Linked DNA regions of Mus musculus: region 1 is linked to region 2. A link is a contact called in public Hi-C data. All regions are on one chromosome and are shown on one strand. The core of a region is the stretch at or near the end of the contact, and the rest is flanking DNA. Distances in the headings are between cores, read along the strand shown. Region 1 overlaps Arfgef2 (ADP-ribosylation factor guanine nucleotide-exchange factor 2 (brefeldin A-inhibited)). Region 2 overlaps Sulf2 (sulfatase 2).

Region 1 (3,896 bases), core at 975-3,474, 720 kb before region 2:
AGAACTCCTGGCTCATTAGAAGCTTCGCATAGGACATGTACAGAATTATCTGGAATGAGAGAAATAATTTTCATTTGAAAGAACTGCTTCTGTGGAAAAAAAAACTGTCACCAACTCTAAATTGTGTTGAAAAAAAGAAGATAATGGAGTAACGATTAGACCCAGGATGCCACTTTGCAGTTCTATGGTGTGGCACATAGAACCAATAGATGACAACAGGCTCAGTGGTTAAGAGCACTGACTGTTCTTCCAGGGGTCCTGAGTTCAATTCCCAGCAACCACATGGTGGCTCACAACCATCTGTAATAGTATCCGATGTGTGCCTGAAGACAAGCTACAGTGTACTCATATACATAAAATAAATAAATCTTTAAAAAAAATAAAAAGAAATGCAAATCTGCAGGAGGCTTCGAGGACCTTGTTTCACAACTCTCTAAGCAACCCTAACAGAGTCATCTGCTCCCTGTTCCTGTTCCAGGAGTTGCTGGTAACTTCAATAACATCCAAAACTTCTTCCACTGACGGATGGGACGGCGCTAAGGTAAAGAAACTTGGAGCTGTCTAGAGGAAAAAAATGACGGCTTGGGAACTAAGGCTCCTGGGCTGCCCTGTGTCTTACAACTGTAGCACAGGCTCCCATCTCTACTCCTAGGCCTTCAGCACTTAGAGAGCTTTAGTGAGGAAGCTCCAACCACAGCCAAGCCGCATCGTTTGCAGACTGTTGGCCTCGAGTGTTCTCACTCACTCGCTCGCTCACTCACTTGCACACCCACTCGCCCGCTCGCTCAGAAGCATTTGAACGCCCCAGTCAGAACTGCGGTTACTTGTAGAAATGCACAGAACAGTGAGACCCTGAATCACAGCTGAGCTGGACGAGGAGACACAGCTCTCTTTCAGATTTTCTTCCACATTCAAGTGTTCTTTTTCTGTGATGTTTTTGCTGTGTGACTTCCACAGTTTTATCCTCTATGCTCTTTAAAACACCTCCCTAGTGTGTGAGAGGGTGCTTCCTAGAGCTAAGGAGCAAGGAGGCCGGGACTGCCTTACAAGAAACTGCAGGTATTAAATAAACTTGCACGTTATTAAAGCTGCTGGCTGTAAACTCAATGTTGATGAGCCAATGGTGCTTATTAAGGTGTCTCTAAACAGAAACGCACAGAGAATGAACTTATACACTGATCAGCTAGTCCAAAATGGAGAACTGGGAACCCAAGCCCGCACTTCCTGGGGCTGGTTAGTTCACGTTCATAGTGACTGTAGATCAGAACTGCCACAAATAATCAGATGTGGCTGTACCTGTTTCTACACCTGAGAGAACACATTAACACCATCAACGATGAGGCTGGGAGCATGTCATGTCATGTATCACATATATCAAACACAGTCAACCTACAACTGACTACAGTTTCCCCACTGGGGAAATGTGACTGTAGCTAAGGAGCACAGGCCCCTGGCCACCAGGACATCATCACACGGGAAGCTGTGGGCTGCTCCTGCACCACCTCCTGGGGCATTCTCAGTGCCAGAGCAGCACTGCTGTGGGTAATGGAGTGCTCACACCAAGGACCCCTCACACTGAGCTTAAACGTGGTACCTGCAAGCAGTCCAGGGATGTGCTGACCACCCGAGGTGACTTGGATTGGCAGGCCAGCTCGAATGGAAGGAAATACTTGTCAGCTTCAATGAAGTTTGCCTTTGGTGGAGCCGCAGCGCCAAGCCTAGGGAAAGCAGGAAAGGGGAAAGAGGTAGAATGAGGGAAAAAAGCTTGCTTCTCTCCATCTTACTGGACGCTCCCACGGTGACTGTAAGCACTTGGTTAAAAGTGCTAAAAGCGCTCGCTCTCCTGGAACTGTGGTTACAAGCTGAGTGCATGTAACTTGAGGAAGAAACCACCAGGATGTCATATGCAGAAAGCATGAGCCTTGTGAGTGGACTCACTGGCACTGGTCAGAATCTGCTGCATCCATGCTAGAGCCATGGTTCTGAGCTGTGACTGCTGGCTCCCATTAAGATAAGGAGCTAGGACTGCCAGAGCAAGCTACAGCTTGCCACAAGACAAGGCTTCTGCCTCCTTCTCAAGAGAAGGTATAAAGGCATCGACTTGGCCTTCTTTAACCACCCCTTCAAGCACATGTGTAGCACTGAGCCAGGCACCTGCCCAGCCCGGGAGCCCTGCTGTGTGAGCACTGTGCCAGTAGAGTATGTGCTGCCCCTTTAAATATGACCGTAAGCACACATGGAAAGGGGTTCCCATGGCCACCACCTGCTGCACCCCCAAAAAGGAGGAAGCACAGCTGCTTACCTCTGCTTTTCTAGTTCTGCTTTAATTTCATCTGGTGGAAGAAGAAAAAGCACATTAGGAGAACGCAACACTTACAGAAGAGTTGTTTGCTACAAGGTGTCTAGAAACCATTGAAAGGAATATTATAAGATTGTGGAACACTCAGATTTTGATATAACGTGAAGCAAAAACTTATCACAGCAGTAATGCTGGTGGCCCATGGGAGTCACTGTGCTAGCATGCATGTAAGTTCATGGTGCCTTCACTTATGCCCATGGGACCCTGTGGGTGGACACTACTGTTCCCTCTCACCACTGACAAGCTGCAGCCATCCTGTGCGCCTCTAGATGATAGAAGCATTTCCTGCCCCTGCAGTGTTATGTTGTGCTTTTTGATAAGGTCTCATTATGTAGCCAAGGCTAACTGGAAACTCGAGATCCTCCTGCCTCAGCCTGTAAAGTGCTGCCGGGAGGTACCAGCATGCTCTCCTGTAGTCTTGAATACCAAATGGTCCCTGAGCAAACACTCTCAGTGAGAAGAAAGATTTCAATGAGGAAACACAGGCATCATGAGAAAGGGGAATTTCTCCACACTACTCATTAAGAAATGGGGGAGCAAGAACCTGGACCTAGGTCTTGGCTCTGTGGTCTATGCTCTACCTTCTCTTCGTACCAGGTGTATGTAAAAATAGTTAACACAAGCCATCAACTACGCAAAACCATACACAGGAGACTGGAGACCGCTTAAGAAAATACTGAAACTAGTTAGGCAAATGTTGGAAGTTACTAAATAGTGGAGTGGAGAGGCTTGGTTCTTTTTAATTACACTTCGTTAGTTAGCTGGGGAAGGGGCATCAGTGAGGACCAGAGAGCAGCTGTCATCATCAGTTCCTGCTTCTACCTGCAGGTCCCAGGTATTGAACTCAGGTCGGCAGGCTTGACAGCAAGCACCTTCACCTATTAAGTCATTGCCCTGGCCCCTGTTGGTTTTTTCAAATTTTTTCTTTTTCTTTTATGTTTATGGGCATTTGGCTGTATCTATATCTGTGCACATGTGTGCTTGATGCCCAAACTCCACTGCAACTGAAGTTATAGACAGCTCCGAGCCTCACTGTGGGTGCTGAGAATCAAACCCAGGTCCTTTAGAAGAGCATTCAGAGCTCTAAGCTGCTGAGGTATCTTTCCAGCCCCTTCATTTTTTCCACATTTTTCAATGACCTAAACACTTTTGAGGTCAGGGCCATTGAAACAAGAGAGTACCTTATCTAAATACTCTTGACCCAACCCACCAATCTATTCCTAGTACTGCAGTATGTTGGGCCCTAAGGCACAGGTAATATCAAAGGTGAAGGAGGGAGGCAGGAAAGGGAGGAGAGGGGCAGGAAGGAAGGGAAGGAGGCAGGAAGAGAGGAAGAGAGGAAGAGAAGGAGGAACACACCTAGTCTTTCTACAAACTCTTAAGAGCAGGCAGTCTGGGTAAGGACAATAGCCATCCTAACAGAACCAAACACACTTCAAGAAGTTCTTAGTTCCATTTGCTTGGAAAGTCAAGGAACCGGGCCAGCTAGAGGTGGTAAGGTCTACACATTCTTACTGCCTGCCTAACAAAGCAGCAG
Region 2 (3,638 bases), core at 1,004-3,503:
GGGGTCTGTCTGGGCCTTGCCTGGGTCATATAGCCCACTGAAGGTCCAGCTTCTCCTGCCACATCTGTCTCTCAGATCCGGCTCATTGTCCTTTAGTTAAGTCAAGCATGGCGGCACACCCATGCTCTCAGCCCACAGGCGTAGTGGAGGGAGGACCAGTTGTTCAGACTCACCCTCATCTGCGTAGAAAGTCTGAGGCTAGCCTCGGCTACCTGAGACCGTTTGACACTGTGGTTCTCAACCTTTCATACACTGTGACATTCTAATACAGTTCCTCATGCCGTGGTGACCCCCAACCATAAAATTATTTTGTTGCTATTTCATAACTGTGATTTTGCTACTGTTAGGGATTGTCATGTAAATATTTGGGAGGTAAAGGTTTGGTAAAGGGGTCTCAACCTATACATGGGTTGGGAGACCCTCTGATCTAAAACAAAATGGCTCCGGTAGTTAGGAGCGGTTGACACTCTTGCAAAGGGACTGGCTTTGGGTCTCAGCACTCACCGGGTGGCTCATAATCCCCTGTGACTCCAGTTCCAGAGAATCCAGGGCCCTCTCTGGCTCCATGTGCACCAAGCATCCATGCAGTGCACGTCTATACATATAGATCACAGATGCACATAAAATTAATCTTTTTTTAAGTCCCCAAATCTCCTTAAGCCCTTAGTCTCTAGCCTTTCAATGCTTTTAAGATTTACATAAGTGAGTCACCCAGGCCCTCGCTCTAACATTACTTGTGACTGTGAGCTGGGACGCTTCCCTGATGCTCAGTTTCCCTTCTCTACAGCAGTGTTACGATGTGGATAAGTTGCCCAGTGCCCATAATATGCATCACCCCAAGGACGGTGTGACCAGGTCCCACAAATTCATGCAGTGAAAGTCCTTGGGAGGGAGAGGAAGCGTGGGGGCTGGGAGACCGTTCTGTCTGCAGAGCCATCAATAAACGAGGAGTTTCTTCCCCGGGACCCACAGAAAAGGCCAGGCATGGCAGCTACTGCCTCTCACGAGCCCTGGAGAGACAGAGACAAGAGAGTCCTTGGGAATCACTAGCCGGCCAGCCTAGCCAGTTGGGGGGCTTCCGGTTCAGTAAGAGATGGCTTGAACACTAAGGTAGAGAGGCAAGCAAGATGCCTCAGCAGGTAAAGGTGCTTGCCGCCAAGCCTGATGAGATGGGCTGCAGAACCCACCCAGTAGAAAGAGAGAACCAACTCCTGCAAGTTGTCCTCTGGTCTCCACACATATGCTGCACCCACGCACCCCCACAAACACACACACATACACACACACAGATAAATAAATATATATTTTTAAAAAGTTACCAACTGTTGGAGAGGGGGGCTGGATGATTGAGGAAGATACTGGATATTCCTCCACACTCCCATGTACAAGTATCCTTACATACATGTACATACATGAATACATATGTATGCATGCACACGCCACACACAAATAAGGAAAAGTGGAGTAAGCATAGGTGTGTGTCCTCAGTCCCCTGAGGATGAGGTATGGGGGTGGGGAGGTCCAGGTGTCCGTCTGATCCCTGACTGTCCCTCAGCCTCGCTCAGCCACACACAGGTTCCCGAGAACTGCAGAGACCCAGAGCCACAACCCAGGAGCTTAAAGCAGGAGGTGCTTCTCCTCTGACATCCCAAATCGGCTGTCCCCAGGGGACTTCTGTTCCAGCCTCCTCAGCTCTCCATATCCCAGGCTCCCCAGGCTCTGCCTCTCTCTCCTCGTGGCTCTCAGATCCAGGCATCTGTGTCCAGATTTCCCCGTTGACAGCACTGGCCTGCAGTTCCCCCTGACCCGATCGATGTAAGCTTCTTTTAACTTCTTTTAACTTGATCACAGAAGCTAGGGCTCAGATAAGGTCACACACTGTGCAGGTACCAGGATCAGAGTGGGTATCTGGAGAGTCACGATATGGCTCATGTGTTCAACCCCCCACCTGTCACTGTCCTCCCTTCCAGAGCCACCCTCAGGCCTGACTTCAGTAGACATGGGACAGAAGAAAGGCTTCAGTGCCCAAAACCTCATGTTTTGTTTGATGTTTGAAACAAGGTCTTCTTAGGTAACCAGGCGGCCCTTGAACTTGCAATGCCCCTGCTAGTACCTCCCCAGTGCTGGGACCACAGCTCCATGCCTGCCTACTGGGTTTTAACTCTGCAAACAGGAGGCTAACTCACACCAACTCATGGGAGGGAGGGCCTCTTAGGCTTCAGACCACTTAATTGCAAGCCTTTTTCTCAAGGAAGCACAGCGCCCCCTATGGGCCAAATCCATGAACACAGTGATACAGGATGCTGGCTGTATCCTGAATGAAGCAAGGGACTTTGGTGGACGCTCTGCAGTCCACATGCCTTCTACACTACCCTCCAAGTCATTCGTGTGTGGGGGGATTATTTTATGCTTATTGTTCTGAGTATTGAATCTGAGTCTATTTTCTATATAAATAAGGAAGGGGTTTTTTTTGTTGTTGTTGTGGGTGGTGGTTGGTTGGTTTTAGGTTTTTGGCAGTTATAAATGTGCTCAGTTTCCTAGCATTAGATCTGACAGGAAAGCTGTTATAATTGAATGTGAAACTTTTCCAAGAGATTCCTTATTTCTGAAAATTCTGTCCCTGATGGCAGGGGCAACCAGTATTTGAATTGCAAATACCAAGCGCCCACCAGCCTGCGCTGGGAACCAGCAGCCTCCCAGGGAATCTGTCTCCTTGCTGGCACCTGACTGCCACCTCATGTCTCCTTGACGGATGTGCCAGAGACGTTTCCGGTTGAAGCCTCCCTTTGTTATAAATCTCCCAGCTTTTATTTTTCTTGAAGATTGCTGTTCTAATGTTCTTTCAACTTTGGGAGATGACTGGCATAGGAAATTATTTTTCGACTGTGAATTCCTTTTGGGAGGAAATACGGCAAACTCATTATTATAGGAAAGGGCCATTGGTGAGATACCTCTGAGAGCAGCTCCGAGGGGTCTGATATGTCACGCTCCCTGAGGTAATGGGAATTTCCTATAGTTGATGGATCCTCCAGTCCTGCTGTAAAGGCTGCTGTGGATTGTCTGCCCCTCTGCCCCACCCTTCTGCACGTCTGCAGTTGAGAGGGCAGAGGGCTGGGAAGATGGCTTAGTGGGGAAGCCAACAAGGACCAGGCCCGATCCCCAGCATCCTGGTAAAAGGCGGGGTACGAATGCCCATCTGTAACCCAGTCTCCAAAGAAGATGAAATCCCTGGAACAAGCTGGTAGAACTGGTGAAGTCGGGGTTCATGTGGGAGACCCTACCTCAGCATATAAGGTGGAGAATAATCCAAAAAGATATCTGACATTAGCCTATGCTAATGCTCACACACACACACACACACACACACACACACACACACCAAAGGGATGCACACACACACACAGCCCACACCACACACACTCACCACACACACACACACACACACACACACAGGAATGCACACACATACACATATACTCCATACCACACACACACACACCACCACACACAGACACTACACTACACACACACACTACCCCACGCCTGCACAATACACCACATACACACATAATACCACACACAAACACCACAGGCATACATACACACATTAAAAGGAAAGGGCCAACAGTATAGCTCAG

Evidence for each region. A called contact is a pair of places that touch in the nucleus more often than the background predicts.
Region 1: a Hi-C map of bone marrow-derived macrophages shows a contact between it and region 2, with 2.2 times the contacts expected there. The contact joins two enhancer-like sites. A contact is called at or near these places in 3 of 484 Hi-C or Micro-C datasets (B cells, bone marrow-derived macrophages and stem cell-derived neural stem cells), 1 of 115 datasets of contacts at active chromatin or transcription factors (astrocytes) and 1 of 9 other capture datasets (embryonic stem cells).

What each region holds. Positions count from the first base shown.
Region 1 is chr2:166,825,364-166,829,259 of GRCm38.p6, reverse strand. Arfgef2 (ADP-ribosylation factor guanine nucleotide-exchange factor 2 (brefeldin A-inhibited)) reads right to left here. Exons shown (of 39, transcript NM_001085495.2): 2 at 2,303-2,333; 3 at 1,595-1,718. Among named protein-coding and RNA genes, the nearest start is that of Arfgef2, 22 kb to the right of the region's middle. Within about 2 kb of position 2,224, at least 45 of the 459 cell types and tissues checked have an H3K27ac peak or open chromatin away from gene starts, as enhancers often do. A contact at or near this core is called in bone marrow-derived macrophages, where this site is marked.
Region 2 is chr2:166,107,141-166,110,778 of GRCm38.p6, reverse strand. All of the region lies in intron 3 of Sulf2 (sulfatase 2), which reads left to right. Among named protein-coding and RNA genes, the nearest start is that of Gm52534, 11 kb to the left of the region's middle. Within about 2 kb of position 2,253, at least 11 of the 459 cell types and tissues checked have an H3K27ac peak or open chromatin away from gene starts, as enhancers often do. A contact at or near this core is called in bone marrow-derived macrophages, where this site is marked.